Regions from separate parts of the Cydia pomonella genome. Here region 2 is linked to region 1. A link is a contact called in public Hi-C data. All regions are on one chromosome and are shown on one strand. The core of a region is the stretch at or near the end of the contact, and the rest is flanking DNA. Distances in the headings are between cores, read along the strand shown. Region 1 holds the start of LOC133526688 (inner centromere protein B). Region 2 holds the start of LOC133526177.

Region 1 (7,261 bases), core at 3,526-6,025:
GATTTTAGCATCACTCTAAAAAGCAAAGTCTTTAACATGGTCATAATACCAACACTCACATACGGCTCACAAACATGGATACTCACGGAGACACTAAAACGTAAACTTCGAACCTGTGAACGTAGCATGGAAAGAAGTATGCTCAACATAAGGCTGAAAGACAAAATCAGGTGCTCGGAGATACGAAAAGAAACCGGCGTTATCGATATCCTTGAGCACGTAAGCAAAAACAAATGGCAATGGGCTGGACATATAATGCGTCTCAACGACAATAGATGGACGATACGGACTACTGAATGGAGACCGAGAGATGGTGATCGCGGATCGGGCCACCCACGCGCGCGCTGGGACGACGAACTGCGCGCACGATTTCCGCTCTGGCGGCGCGCGGCCCGGGATCGGGAAGCATGGAACGAGCTCGTTTTGGAAAAACGCGTTTACCTAAATGAAATAATAAAAACAAAAGAAAAGAAAAGAAAAACGTAAAATAAATAAATGTAAATTCCATTGTAAGTCAAAAAAAAAAAACTCCTAGCAGGGCTGGTAACCCATGGAGTTTTATTACCACGCCTCCTTAGTACTCCCTGAAGGAGAGGCCATTTTAATATAAAAATTATTTCGTTAAATATAAATATATTAATCAATGAATGTAAATACTGTAAACAATGTACCTACGCAAGTATTAATTTAATAAATGGCTATTCTGATTCTGATTCTGAATTATGGCAAGTAGCAGTCACTTTCCGCTGACCATATTAGTCTCGTTTCCTCGAATAGAAAACAAGATGTAGCTACGGCGATGAAACACGGATTGGGTTTCTCTTGTCGCATGACAATGTTGATCATCGTAAAGGATTCAAAATCGATATTCTAGGTTAGGCATATTTCACGAGGTGAACACACATGCTTATATATACGTGGATCTTCCCTACCTGTCTACCTACTGTAGACTTTTACTATGATGGGAATGGAAACCCAAAACCGAGAAAATAAAATGTTTGTGGGCAGTTTCAGTAGGCATTAAAGTAACACTGTTGATTTTTCTTGGTTTTATAGTCATAAAATGCTAAAAATTAAAGGAAAGCCAAGAACTAAGACATTTTTGTCACCATGTGGAGGTTAGACGCGAAGACAAGGTTAGGATCTCCTGGTCTAGAGGGCGTTTGTATCCCATAGTATTCCTTACGATGCTCTGATTAAGTGAAAACCCCATCGAGCTATTAAGCTACTTAACGCCACGGAACCATGTAACCCTACTGTTACATGGTTCCGTGGTGGGTAAAATTCCATTTTGCTGAATAGAAAGGTAACTTCATTTTCGATGCTTGCAGTCGTGAGTGTGTGTTGCACTTAGCATATTAGTTTGTTCATTGATGCGATGGATTCACAGCAACTTCGCCTTTGAGAATCACACCCTCTCTTGCCGGCACTTACACTGAATATAAGTGCCGGAAACGTATTTCCTACAAAAGAAAGACCTTCCAATCGCAGGAAATCAAAGTTTTTGAAACAGAGAAATATAATTATTTAAGTAAAATCCAGTAGGTACTTGGTTAAAAACTTTACAACTTAATTTTAATACACAGACAAAGCTTATTTCAAGATTAATCTGTAAGTATTATAGTTTCGATATTTTATTTTTATGATCGAACCTCGATGAGGATTGAATTTATCATACTTAATGTAATTTTTTGAAATTCCTAATTATAGATTTGTAGGGAAACCTAGGTATATTATGCAGGTATAACATAATATGGCAACAAAATAAGTGAGTAGCTATCAAATAATAAATAATATTGCTTAAAACTTTACCTACTGTAATTTATGTTTAACCTTGTCTAATAATAATACATTTTACGGTGCATATAGTTACTGCTCTGTTTGGTTACTAAATTAACTGTGATTAATTACTTAAATAACTGTGTGGTTACTATAGGTACTATTGACAAGTACTTCATAGTTAAATGATAATTATAATTTAAACAAATACTTTTATGTTGTCTCATTTGAAGTTGCCAGCGCCGCCTAGGAGCGAGTAGCCAAACTAGGGTCGTGCTTATTACAGCGCGACCTAGTGTCGAATTGCCAAACTACGTGCAGTGTAGACAAAGTTCACTGTGAGCACACTGTTTTCAATCGCAGTTAGATATTTTTGTTAAAAATAAACAGATTTGCAGTTGTATAGAAAACTGCCTGACGTGTCTATAGTGAGAAGGAGTTTGGTATCAGAATCTATTGAACCTTTTAACGAGAATAGGTAATTATTTACAACAAAAGCGCATGTCGATCACTTTATTATCCATTTACTTGTATTTTGGGATACGCATATGTGTATTAATAATTTTATTTTCATGGTGTTGTACATTAAATTTTATTTGTTATAAATGATGATATAAACATCATTAACACCATAAAATAAAGTATATTGAAAGTGGTGCGATATTTCGTCTCTCTTCTTATCAGCTGCGGTGTCCGAGTGGTTAAGGAGATGGACTTGAAATCCATTGGGTTCTACCCGCACAGGTTCGAATCCTGTCCGCAGCGTTCTTTTTGTGTTTTTATATTTTATGATAAATATAACAAATGATCAATAAGATAACGCGGCGCAAATGTCACAAAGATAATGTTATCAAGTTATCACTCTACCGGTGAAATACGAAATTTACTCTGTTTTTGTTATATATAGTTATATTGTAGTATTTTTAATTTTTTTACATTTTTGCCTGTTGCAGACATTTAATAAAATTATATACTATTATTTTAACCAAATCTATGATGAATGTGTAGTTCGTAACAGTGCTCAATAATGATAATATTTTAATTACTACTATCTACTATATTTATTTACAAACACATAAACTAGATACAATTTTACAAATACATATACATTTTATTATACTTTACTACCGAGTACCGAAGTTGCCGTTAGTAAACAAAACATAAAAAAAGACAAAAAGACTCCTTCGAACCGGATTTGAACCAGTGACCTATGGATGACAGTGATATACCTCTACAGTCCACCGCTCTACCAACTGAGCTATCGAAGGTTGTTAATCGTAGGTGAAATTTTCGTACCTTTTCTATATTCTTACACAACTAATGAAATTGTACAAGATAGTAAGTAGAATAATAAATAATTTGCTGCAACACACGCAACTGTTGCACAACTCACAAGGTCGGTAATAGTATTGTACGAACGTTTTCATTTTAAATATAGATGTTTTTTATTTAGTGTTTTGACTGGGAAGTTATTTTGTAACAGAATTGTAATATTGGCAATAAAACAGTTACTGATCACGCTTAGCTGCTATATGGGCCACAGTAAATAATCAATTAATAGCCTAATAATATAGCTGGCGCTTACCATTTAGGCAGGCTGTATGTACAAAGACTTTAATTAGTAATATTGGTAGCCTTTAATTATTTAATTTTTGTAAGTAGATAGTTAACACAGAATGGTGTAAGAGGGGGTGTGTTTAATGCGGTTCACGCCGTATACATACGGCGGTCTTCACATTGGACACGAATTCGCACGTCGCTCCGGTGTGCGAGCGGGACATCGCTTACATGCATAGCGCTGTCACGCTCATACACCGGAGTAACGTGCGAATTCTCATCAGTGTGATAACCGCGTAAATTTCGAAGTAGCTACCATCTGCGCTGTAGATTAGTGCGGGGACTCCAATGCTCTAATGCTAATTTAATGGCTGAAATGCATTACCTGCCTAGAATTTTAAACATCCTGTAGGTAATATAATAAACGACACCCAGGATTTCAACTGAGATCGTTCTGTCTTTATATTACTACGAGGGTTGAGGCTCGTAGCATGGAAGCGGCCCGTCTGATGGTAAGCGCACACCGCAATCTATGGACACTTGCAATTTCGGCTATACAAGAACGTACCAACGCCATACCCACAGTAAAATATTTATTGACACCCCACACAGTTTACAATACGTGGACAGAAACATAAACAAAGACAATTCGATAGAGGTAACAGGTTGTCTTATAGCTTATGAGTGATCTATTCCAAAAACCTTAAAAATCAAATTCGATAACAAATAAAAATTCTTCTTTTCGTTTCATTCTGTGTCAATAGTTCTGTTTCGAACTAATGGCCTGGGTCACAAAGTTTTGGATAGCTAATTAACTAATAAAGTAACAGCCAGATAAAACATCCCACATAACCAGATAAGCTTATTTGAAGATTGTGAAAAGCCAACTATGACTTTATTGTCAGATAAGTGCCAAGTAGCTAAATCAGGACTTTACTTGGAAATTGCGAAACAAACCCAAGTAGAAACTAAACTAACCAATTCCAAACCTAAGCCTATTCTATTTCAAACGATGCCACAGCGTTAGGTTCTTTATTAGACACGGTTCAAGAGCGCTGACCGATCGTATGCAAACAATGGAACGGAAATAGACACCTTAAAATACCTTATCGTATCTGTGATTCCGAGATTCACACAAATTGAAACCGTTGTGCGACGATACTTTGGGTACGTATAACTATTTTCGACTAGGTATTTTATTTAATTGCCTTTGGTTTAGGACTACGAGTTGGTAGAATAATTCATTTCAATTATTGAAAAGGATTAGGCGATTACCTCTTGTGAAATTTAATATGAGATTATTTAATATTATATCTATTATATTATATCTAAGAATTTGAAAAAATGGAAAGAGTTTCAGATTTAGCTCTAACAACATCCTGCTATTATTTATTAGTAACCTTAATTTTAAGCATCATTGCATATAATAAAATTGTAGGCGCTATTTTCATCCCCCAAGAAGGTATTCGAGGGTATAACATGAATGGGTAAAGAAAATACGTAAACATTGCCTTTGTAGATACTTTCACAATCGGTTTCCAGGTGAGCGCGCCGCGCGTTCATCTTCTTCAGCACATTGACGTCATCAGAACACAGCCGCTGGAGCCACTATTGTCAAACACATACAGCGTGTGCAGTGCGGCACACGCAATGTTACACCAAAAACAATCCAACTAACTAAGACAACCATGCCAAAATGATCTTAAATACCTCTTTGATAAGGCATACTATCCAGGACGAACTCTGGAGGGCTTGAGTCGTTCGGGAATCAAAATGTTTTTAGCCCAACCGATCCTGTTTTGAAGTACGCCTGCGCAAAAAACACTCGACGCTCAGAACGCGCTTTCAGTCAAAGTACGGCGGCGCGCCGGCTCGCGCGCTCGCTGCCTTTGGCCGGGCCTGGTACGACGGGTTTCAATGAAAGACCCTTTTCATCACTAAAAAGAGGCCCCTCAGAGCTTTATTGGCACCCATGCGTGGGTAAAACATGTCAATTCAACGCGCCGTGGATGGACGGTAGGCGAAAACTGCGGCAGTGTCTTCCGTTATACTTGTGAATGTGATTGACTGCTTTAAGAGTGTGCAGATGTTTTGATGAGGTAAGTCGGTTTAAGGTCGAAGATTACCTTAATGTTCGTGTATGCGAACGGTCATGTGGCAAATTACAGAGTTCGCGTGACATTCAGCCTAGGGCAAATCATTCAGCAATTTACATGTAGCCACGGGTTTGCACCCGTAATCACTGGCACTGCACAAGGCTACACAGTTTAAATTAGAATAAACAAAGGAATGCCAACACTTTTTAATTGCATGCATTTGTTATTTATGGCTGCATGTATGTTGCATTATAATTTTGTATTGGAAAAGGGTAAACACGTGATGTCATAACGATACCGTTTGCAACAATAACGTTCGGGAAAATGCATCTTTTTTTGGACATTATGAAAATTAACGACCGGTTTGGCCTAGTTGGTAGTGACCCTGCCTACGAAGCTGATGGTCCCGGGTTCAAATCCTGGTAAGGGCACTTATTCGTGTGATGAGCATGGATATTTGTTCCTGAGTCATGGGTGTTTTCTATCTATTTAAGTATTTATAAATATTTACATATTATACATATCGTTGTCTAAGTACCCTCAACACAAGCCTAGAGCTTACTGTGGGACTTAGTCAATTTGTGTAATAATGTCCTATAATATTTATTATTTATTTATTTATTAACGATTTGGGTTCCTTTAATACTAAGGCTTACATAATATAAGCTACTAATTTCTGCCCGTGACTTCGTCTGAAATGATGATTGATATAATTTACTTATCTTATTTCCTTCCCCGGGCCTCAAACTACCTCCAAACCTTTCTGGTACATATATCGATTCAGCGGTTTTAACGAGGTAACAGACATACAGTGTAACTTTCTGATTTATATATTTATTTATAATATTAGTAGGGATAAGTAATAGTAGGTTCGAATTCGAACATGCCTATTTGGGACAAGAAAGAAAATTAGACTTTAAAGCCCATTTATTTTATAACCTTAACTCATATACTAAAAATTTTTACAGCCATTTTGGTTTTTAATACTTACATAACATAACCAGACATTGTAAATAAAAAAAATATTTACTTACCTATTATTTACGTATTTATTTATTTATTAAGTATATGTATATTATGTATAAGCGGTGTTGTCATTAGTTAATATTCAGAAAAGATATCTATTCATAAATATATGTCCAAAACTGTCGGACAAAGCTAACTCATGACAAAGTGTGGCAATGTCAAATATGTATGAAAATACTTGATTCTCTTGACACACTTTGTTCTCTTCATGTCGGTGCAAAGTTAGATTAGATGAACTCTAACACTACTTTACATTCATGAAAAAATAAGTAGGTAATACATTTCCCTCTACGTATCGTATTTTAGAGCAAAATATGAGAATAATGGTAGTAAAATTTCGCCCTCGCGTCCACTCGGACCGGATGCAAATTGCTCCTCATCACGCTAGTCTCTAGGCTAGACAGGCAAATTACTTTGAAAGGTTACGATGCTACGATCAAAAGCTTGACAGTGCATTTCCATAATAATATATTTCCATTTTTTTTACTTTCTATCTTACCGTTCTGTCGCCATGCATGATTACATATCCATGGCAAATTGCTGCTTCCTAGAAAAGAGTTTAAACAAAATCTATATTTAATAAATAACGATTTAAAGCGATTTGAATTTAGGTAGGCCTCATTTCCCTTCAGGAACCTTATACATAAATAAATACATGTATTTTAACAGTGCCAGCCACAGACAAGGAGCAACCAAATGAAAATATCATAGAGAAGAAAAGCGTTCATATATACTCTTATTATGATGTCTATTTGATGGAGCGAGCTTTCAGCATTTTTCTTCATTGTCTTATTTGACTAGTC
Region 2 (7,261 bases), core at 3,462-5,961, 210 kb before region 1:
CGCGTACCGCGGCTCAAATCAATTAGACGCGACTCCTACGGTCGAAAACAAAGAGCCGGCCAATCTTCCGGAACAGTGCCAATTGCCGATGGATTACAACAACTTACCACCTAAAAAGAAAAGGAAGCTGATTGAGTACCAAGAGTACAAAAAACAAGAGGAGGCGAGACGTCTGGCCGAAGGTTTTTATGCAGAGAAAAAAGAGTATTGCGACGGACCTCCGGGGGACGAGCTCGACGCCAACAAATGGAGGCCGTGGTAGTGCATCAAAGCAAACTTCTAGGCCCCATACTGTAGATCTACACATAGCCCTATTTTTTTAAAGTTTTGACTGAAATGTATCTTTTAAAATATAGGGCCCTAATTGTGATATTTAGTCTCTTCCATGACAAAGCTTTAATTTGTTTTAATTTATATTATGTACTGTTGGATAATCCCAGTCGTGCCTTAGCTTTTTAAGTGAAAAATTGGTATGCGTATTGTTAAGTCAGAATATTTGAAATTATTTATGTGCCATTATTTTGATCTCGTCTTCCGAATGTGACGCGATGTCTTCCAAATGCTTGAGATGTTATTAATGCCCGAGTATCATATTGTGTCTTACGGACCATGTGTGTACTTGGTGCTATTTTTAGATGCGGTTTTGTAACTATGTCATTTGTTTTTAATGCAACTATTATAACAATTAAAATTATTGAGTGAGTATAATTGAAGTTGTTTAATTTAATTAAATGTATAGGTACCTCTTCAACTCTCCATTTGATTCCACCATATCTAAAAAAATCAGCTTTAGACTTACCTACCTACGTTTTTGATATTTAATTATGTTGTTAACTTAAAAATAAGAATAATAATTCATATCATGTGGGTAACAATTTAACGCATATTATATGCATAGTAATAAGATTCATTTAGTTAAGTATATTTCGTTCGAATATGAAACACTAAAACTCGACATATTAAATCTGGCTGCCTATAGAGGTACCGTAAAATGCTGCAACTTTGCCATTTAAGCTCAATTTTGCCTTTTCATTTCAATTAAGACCTCTCGAATTTGCTTAGTTTTTTCTTGTTTTTTGCCATTTGGTAGTAATTTTCATTATTCTGGCAACACATATTTCATTTTTTTACAATGGTAACTCCATTGTTGCTCCGCCAGTTACGTATCTAAAGTCGGCGTGAGTGGCAGCATTTTTTTAGTGTCTCGCAACTTTTGAATTTTTATCTACGAAAAAGGTGTTTTTGAGAAGTGGTAACGTCCCAGGGTAAGTAAAGACTGTCTATTTCCCGTAAGTTTAATATTTTCAATAAAAGGACATGATTTCAGCATAATAACGTACTAGGCAATATTGGGCAGTGTTTTGGAAACTTGAATGACACAATTTTGCCCGGGTCTAGGGCTGTCACGAGCTGCATTTTCTAAATGTACAGAAAAGAGTAAAAATAAGCTTGCCTAAACTGCTTAAATGAGTTTATTTATTACAAGCTTTTTATTAACTTGCAATGTTTGTTTGTTTAAGTCAAATCTTGCAAGTCGATTTTCACTGACTTTCAGTGTGGGTACCTGTAGATCTGCTGACAATGCAATAATAAACTAACGTTAACAAAAAAAACTTATGGGTATTAAAATGAAAATTATAAAAAAAACTTATTGCAATCTGTTATTATATTTTTATTGTAGTTACTTGCAATTGTATATTTATTGTATTATAATTATGTTGTATGTTTACTTGTAATTGTCTTTTTGTTCAAAATTTGCAATCTAATTTTCAACCACTTATTAGCGACCAATTGAGGTGTTTGACATACTTATGTAACTTGGGTGACAATGCAATGTTTATGGTACCATCGAGATGGTCTGATGATGGAGACCGAAGATAGCAACTTCTAAACTACACATAATAAACCCACTGTGTTTAGGCTTATTTGATTTGTCTTGCAGTTATCTTTCTTATCGAAATCTGGGTTGTCAGGTGTCAGGTCGATTACAATTGGAGTTCAAAGGTGATGGGTGATTAGAACTTTACAATGAAATAGAACTTTACACTATTTTTTTAATTTTTTTATTTTTTTTATTTAATAATGCATTGAAAATTAGCAAAATAGTGTATCTGCAATGTACTTGTAATAAAAAAATTAAAATAAGTTCAAATTATTAAATACTAAAAGAAAAAGAAATCAAACAACATTATATTACATTTGTTTGTTGATTATTTTGTAACTAACAATATAAATAGATTTTTTTAATAATAATATTTTTTTGGCACAACCCTACAGTTAACGATATTTTTGTATAGAAAGTTTGTGGAACCTGCTACAACTTTACCTATTGCATGTGAAAAAAAAAGTATTAAGCTTATGGCAATAATTTGATTGTCAGGGACAAGCATAATGTCTCATGCACAAGAGTAAATATTATTGCAAATAGCAACACATTATTTATGGAGATATCCGTCTAGGCAAAGTTACGTCTTAGGCCTACAACTTTGCCTGCCACTTTGATTGCTTGTAAATCGAAAATACAGTATGATTAGGTAATGAGATTTGAGTCTTATCTGGTAAGGCATAGGGTATGTTTTCCGACTAATACTCATGAAACTCATAATGAAAAATAGGTTCACAGATATAAGAAAAAAACGTCAAAATCCAGGCAAAGTTGCAGCGTTTTACGGTATTGAAGTCACTTACCGGCCATTTCTTCGAGGAAATTCTAGTAATATCAAAAACAATTTTCAAAAATGATAGCGATAAATCTGAAAATAAAACCATATGTAATATAATTATTGATAATGTTCGAAAATCAAACCAAATATATATTCTCATATTTTTGTAGGAGTATCAAAATTTTCCAGTTTCATAATCAAAGATTCCTTTATTTCTCTTGAATATTTCATGAAAACTGCACAATTTATAAATAGAGATACAGAACTTGTAACTACAACAGTTCATACAGTGCCTACCTTCGCACATTACAAATCGCATTGTTTTGGAAAAATATAGGTAAGTATTTCGGTTTTAGCAAAATAAGTTCGTCGTCGGACCCATCGTCCTTCGTCGTTTTTTAATACGTTTGTTATAGGTGCTCTGTTTACCATAACTGTTGACAACTAGGATTAGAACAAAATGTCAAAAATGTTGTCGTAACTTGAAAAAGTTTTTATAAATAGGTAAACTACTTATAACCAAAGAATACAATACTCACTAGACCTAAACAGATATATACTTTTTTTAAACTTGTTATGACATCTATATTCTTGTAAGTAAACTTTTTAAGAACGCCATCTTTTTAATTTTTACTTTTTTGTTACAAGTGTTACAACCCGACCCTGAGAACTTCACTTCTGAATGTTCATTTCGTTGTCTACAACTACCGATAGAGGGTATAAATAAGAACACTTTGTTCCTATAGCCAAAGAGAATTTAAAATACAGGTGGATTGCCAAAGAAAACTTTGTAGCCAAAGTAAATTTACTGCCATCTTTCGACACATGATTAAAACTTTTAGAACGCCATTTGATTTAGATCCTTATTCTTTCATTGATATGTGTTAAATATGTTAAATATCAAAAAGAGGCGCCATCTAATAGATCAAAGGCCAAAGGTATGCCGGCATCGTTTCGAGCGATGGCGCCACAACCTTTAGCCGATGCCCGGTAAGATGGCGCCACGTTTTGATATTAAACAAATTTAACACATACCGTGGCTACAAAATTTTTATTGACAATCTACCTCTATTTTAAATTATCTTTGAATATAAAAAATACAATTTTTAATAATTTTTGATATCTTAAATTATTTTTAATTATCTTTGATGTATTTACATTTCAGTACAACGCCATCTACCTGTTGTATTCGTCACTAATGCATTCTGTGAAAACAATGCCATCTAGCTAACTTTACTAATAGGTATTTTTAAAACAGTGCCATCTAGTTGCTGTGTTTGACCTCAAGACTAAGTTCTTGATAACAACGCCATCTATTAAAAAATAATGCAACACAATAAAGAGTTAAGAAGCTTAGTCTTTGATTGAACCTACTCAACAAAAGGTGCCGCTAGTATAGACCGGTATCTTCAGTAAGTCTGTAATAAAACTAAAACATTCTACTCGGCAACAGATGCCGTTAATATCGTAATTTGTGTTTGAACGTTTCCATTGTCATATTTGTGGTCAGTAATTTGTCAGCTGGTGATTGTAATAAAATTAGGAAATTATTTCTTGTTATTGTACAAAGCTCTAAGTACAAATCATTTTCTATCTCAATTAATTCAAAATGTTTATACCTATCAGATTAAATACCCTTTAATAATACAAAAAAAATATGTTCGAGATATGTTACTATATATTAATTATGTTATACATAAAATATAGAAATGTCATAACATTATTGAAATATATGATTCGTTAAGACTTGCTTTCAATAAGATTGACTGTAATCTAGTCTGTATTTTTACTTCCAAATCACAGTCACAATTTATCCGAAATAAATAGCAGCAACGAGAATCCGATCCAAGAAAGTTCTAAATTTGATACTTAACTTAATTTTATTCTATGTAACCCCAATTCTTATCCGTCGTACTGATAACGGCACATGTTTATTTATTTGTATAGGTACTTTTAATACAATGGAAATGCGCCGCTACTCGTAGTAAAATAGTAGTGGGGCCGCCTTGCCGTCGGGGCTGCAGGGCGAGTCAACTTCATTCATTCATTGGCGCTGTGCCGGCCGGCCGGTCACAAGCGAACGGAACGGAGCGACACGCCCGCGTGTAACGAACTTTTTCGACGTTTAAAAATAAACGAATTTGACAGTTTAAAAATTTGAATTTATATTCCATGTTTGTGGATTGACGTTTGTTGTTTTGAAGTTTAGTGTCATGTGTGTTTGTTTTGGTGTAAAGATGTTTATTTTGAATATGTGCTGAGTTGAAATGCTTCTTGGAGAACACTCGCCGGCACCGCGAGTGGTGGCCGGCCTGAGGAAGTTACGTCCGGAGCTTACTCCAGGACCTTTTCCTACTCCTACAGACCCTAATTTAAGAATATCGGGTTAGTATATTCCTATTAAGTTGAATATTTACGTTTTTCTCAACAATGCGCGTTTATTTTAATAGGTAATAAAACTAATAAAGTAAGAAGAATAACCGGTAGATAATTATTTCCAAAATTCTAAAAAAATCAAGGCGGTAGTAGCAGGGCTATCTATATTAAATACCTATTTCAATCCTCATGATATCGATGGTTTTTCTTTTTATTTAATAAGGTTCCTAATTAAATACTTATTATAATTGGGTTGTCGATGTCGGTAGGTTTGTTGATTTTATAATTTGTTTACCTGTGTGGTAAACTATTTAACAACTACATAAGTACTTAATGAGATTTATTTTTACGGCCTTACTAATTACTTTTCAAATTAATACATAACAACTACATTAAGTACCTAAGTCAATGCACAAAATACTAATAATAGGTACTTACTTAAGTTCCATATGATACTCGTAGCTACCAAAAATGCACATTTAACCCCTCCTTTCCCACCTACGCGAGATCAGGTCAGAGTCAAAGAAAAAATCCATTAAAAACAATTCAACGTTCCATCCAAAACAATTTAACGGTTGACTAGCAGAGAATGCCTTTAAGGTATTAAGTCCGCAATTTGTACTCTTTTTCGTTAATTTGTACATTAAAGTTTCAAAACATAAAAAATTATAAGTGTGATTGAGTTTGGCGGGAAAATTAGATTAGACTAAAACTATGGTAAAACTTATGTAGGTACATACCTACTAAGTAAGTAAATATTCTTAATTGTGCACCATACAGTTAAAAATAGACAGGAAATGAAAAAAAACACTTAAAAGTTAGGTAACAACAGGCGGTCTTATCGCTAAGAAGCGATTTCTTCCAGACAACCTTTGGGTAGTAGGAAACTATCAACTTACAACATTGAACGGGTAGTGCCGATATACATATAATTCAACAAAATGAAGACGCAAACAATATAATAAATACATACATTATATATATATATATATAGGTATTTATTATATTGCAGCGGTATTTATTATATTATATATAGGTACTTATTATGTTAAGGCAGCGAAAGGTAATGAGTACTTACTACTAAGCTTATTAATTTAACCCCAATTTTCATCTCTTGATTCCAATGTAATAATAATAATAAGCCAAATATCGAGTAAGATAAACTGTTTTAGATGACTACACATTTTCAAAAGTCAAATTCTTGTTCTCAATCCTACTGAATGGTTTAGCAAAATCTTGTAGCAGCATATCACGTAAATACGTAGGTAGAGAGGTTGTTCCGTCCAGTTGTACTTTTTAAACTACATATATGAAGAAGAGATCTTCAAAAAATTTAATGAGTTTGTCTCCTGTCTCCAACAAGAGGACATGACTCATCAAATCCTTCATCTACGTAGTCATCATCACTATTAGAGAATTACCAACCTAAGAGGTATATACTATATACCTACTTATCTATATTGTCTCTTATCATACGACCGCAAAATTATCTTTGAAACACCAACCAAGTCAACGGGATATAGTGCATAGATAATGTAACGTTAGGTACTTAACCTATCTTACCTAAAACAATTTTATATTGAACTAGCAACCCGGCTTCGCACGGGATACACAAAACCATAACACATTTTACACCTAAACCGTCCTCAAGAATCATTCTAATTTACTTTATTCATAGGTAAAGACCGCATGAACATCCGTTCGGTAGTTTTTAGGGTTCCGTAGCCAAATGGCAAAAAACGGAACCCTTATAGATTCGTCATGTCCGTCTGTCTGTCCGATTCTGTCACAGCCACTTTTTTCCGAAACTATAAAAGCTATACTGTTCAAACTTGTTAAGTAGATGTATTCTATGAACCGCATTATGATGTTTACACAAAAATAGAAAAAAAACAATAAATTTTGGGGGTTCCCCATACTTAGAACTGAAACTCAAAAAATCTTTTTTCATCAAACCCATACGTGTGGGGTATCTATGGATAGGTCTTTAAAAATGATATTGAGGTTTCTAATATAATTTTTTTCTAAACTGAATAGTTTGCGCGAGAGACACTTCCAAAGTGGTAAAAATTGTGTCCCCCCCCCCCCCCCCCGTAACTTCTAAAATAACAGAATGAAAAATCTAAAAAAAATATATGATATACATTGCCATGCAAACTTCCACCGAAAATTGGTTCGAACGAGATCTAGTAAGTAGTTTTTTTTAATACGTCATAAAAATT

What was found. A called contact is a pair of places that touch in the nucleus more often than the background predicts.
Region 2: a contact with region 1 is called in a Hi-C map of whole body, with 6 times the contacts expected there. The contact joins the promoter of LOC133526177 here to the promoter of LOC133526688 in region 1. A contact is called at or near these places in 2 of 2 Hi-C or Micro-C datasets (both in whole body).

The regions. Positions count from the first base shown.
Region 1 is chr16:6,593,869-6,601,129 of ilCydPomo1, reverse strand. It overlaps LOC133526688 (inner centromere protein B), which reads left to right and starts at 4,775. Exons shown (of 8, transcript XM_061863397.1): 1 at 4,775-5,435. Trnay-gua (transfer RNA tyrosine (anticodon GUA)) reads right to left here and starts at 3,047; the gene lies at 2,960-3,047. Trnas-uga (transfer RNA serine (anticodon UGA)) reads left to right here and starts at 2,463; the gene lies at 2,463-2,544.
Region 2 is chr16:6,806,709-6,813,969 of ilCydPomo1, reverse strand. LOC133526177 reads left to right here and starts at 4,711. Exons shown (of 3, transcript XM_061862667.1): 1 at 4,711-5,048. The coding sequence starts at 4,931. It overlaps LOC133526331, which reads left to right. Exons shown (of 3, transcript XM_061862894.1): 3 at 1-708. The coding sequence ends at 262.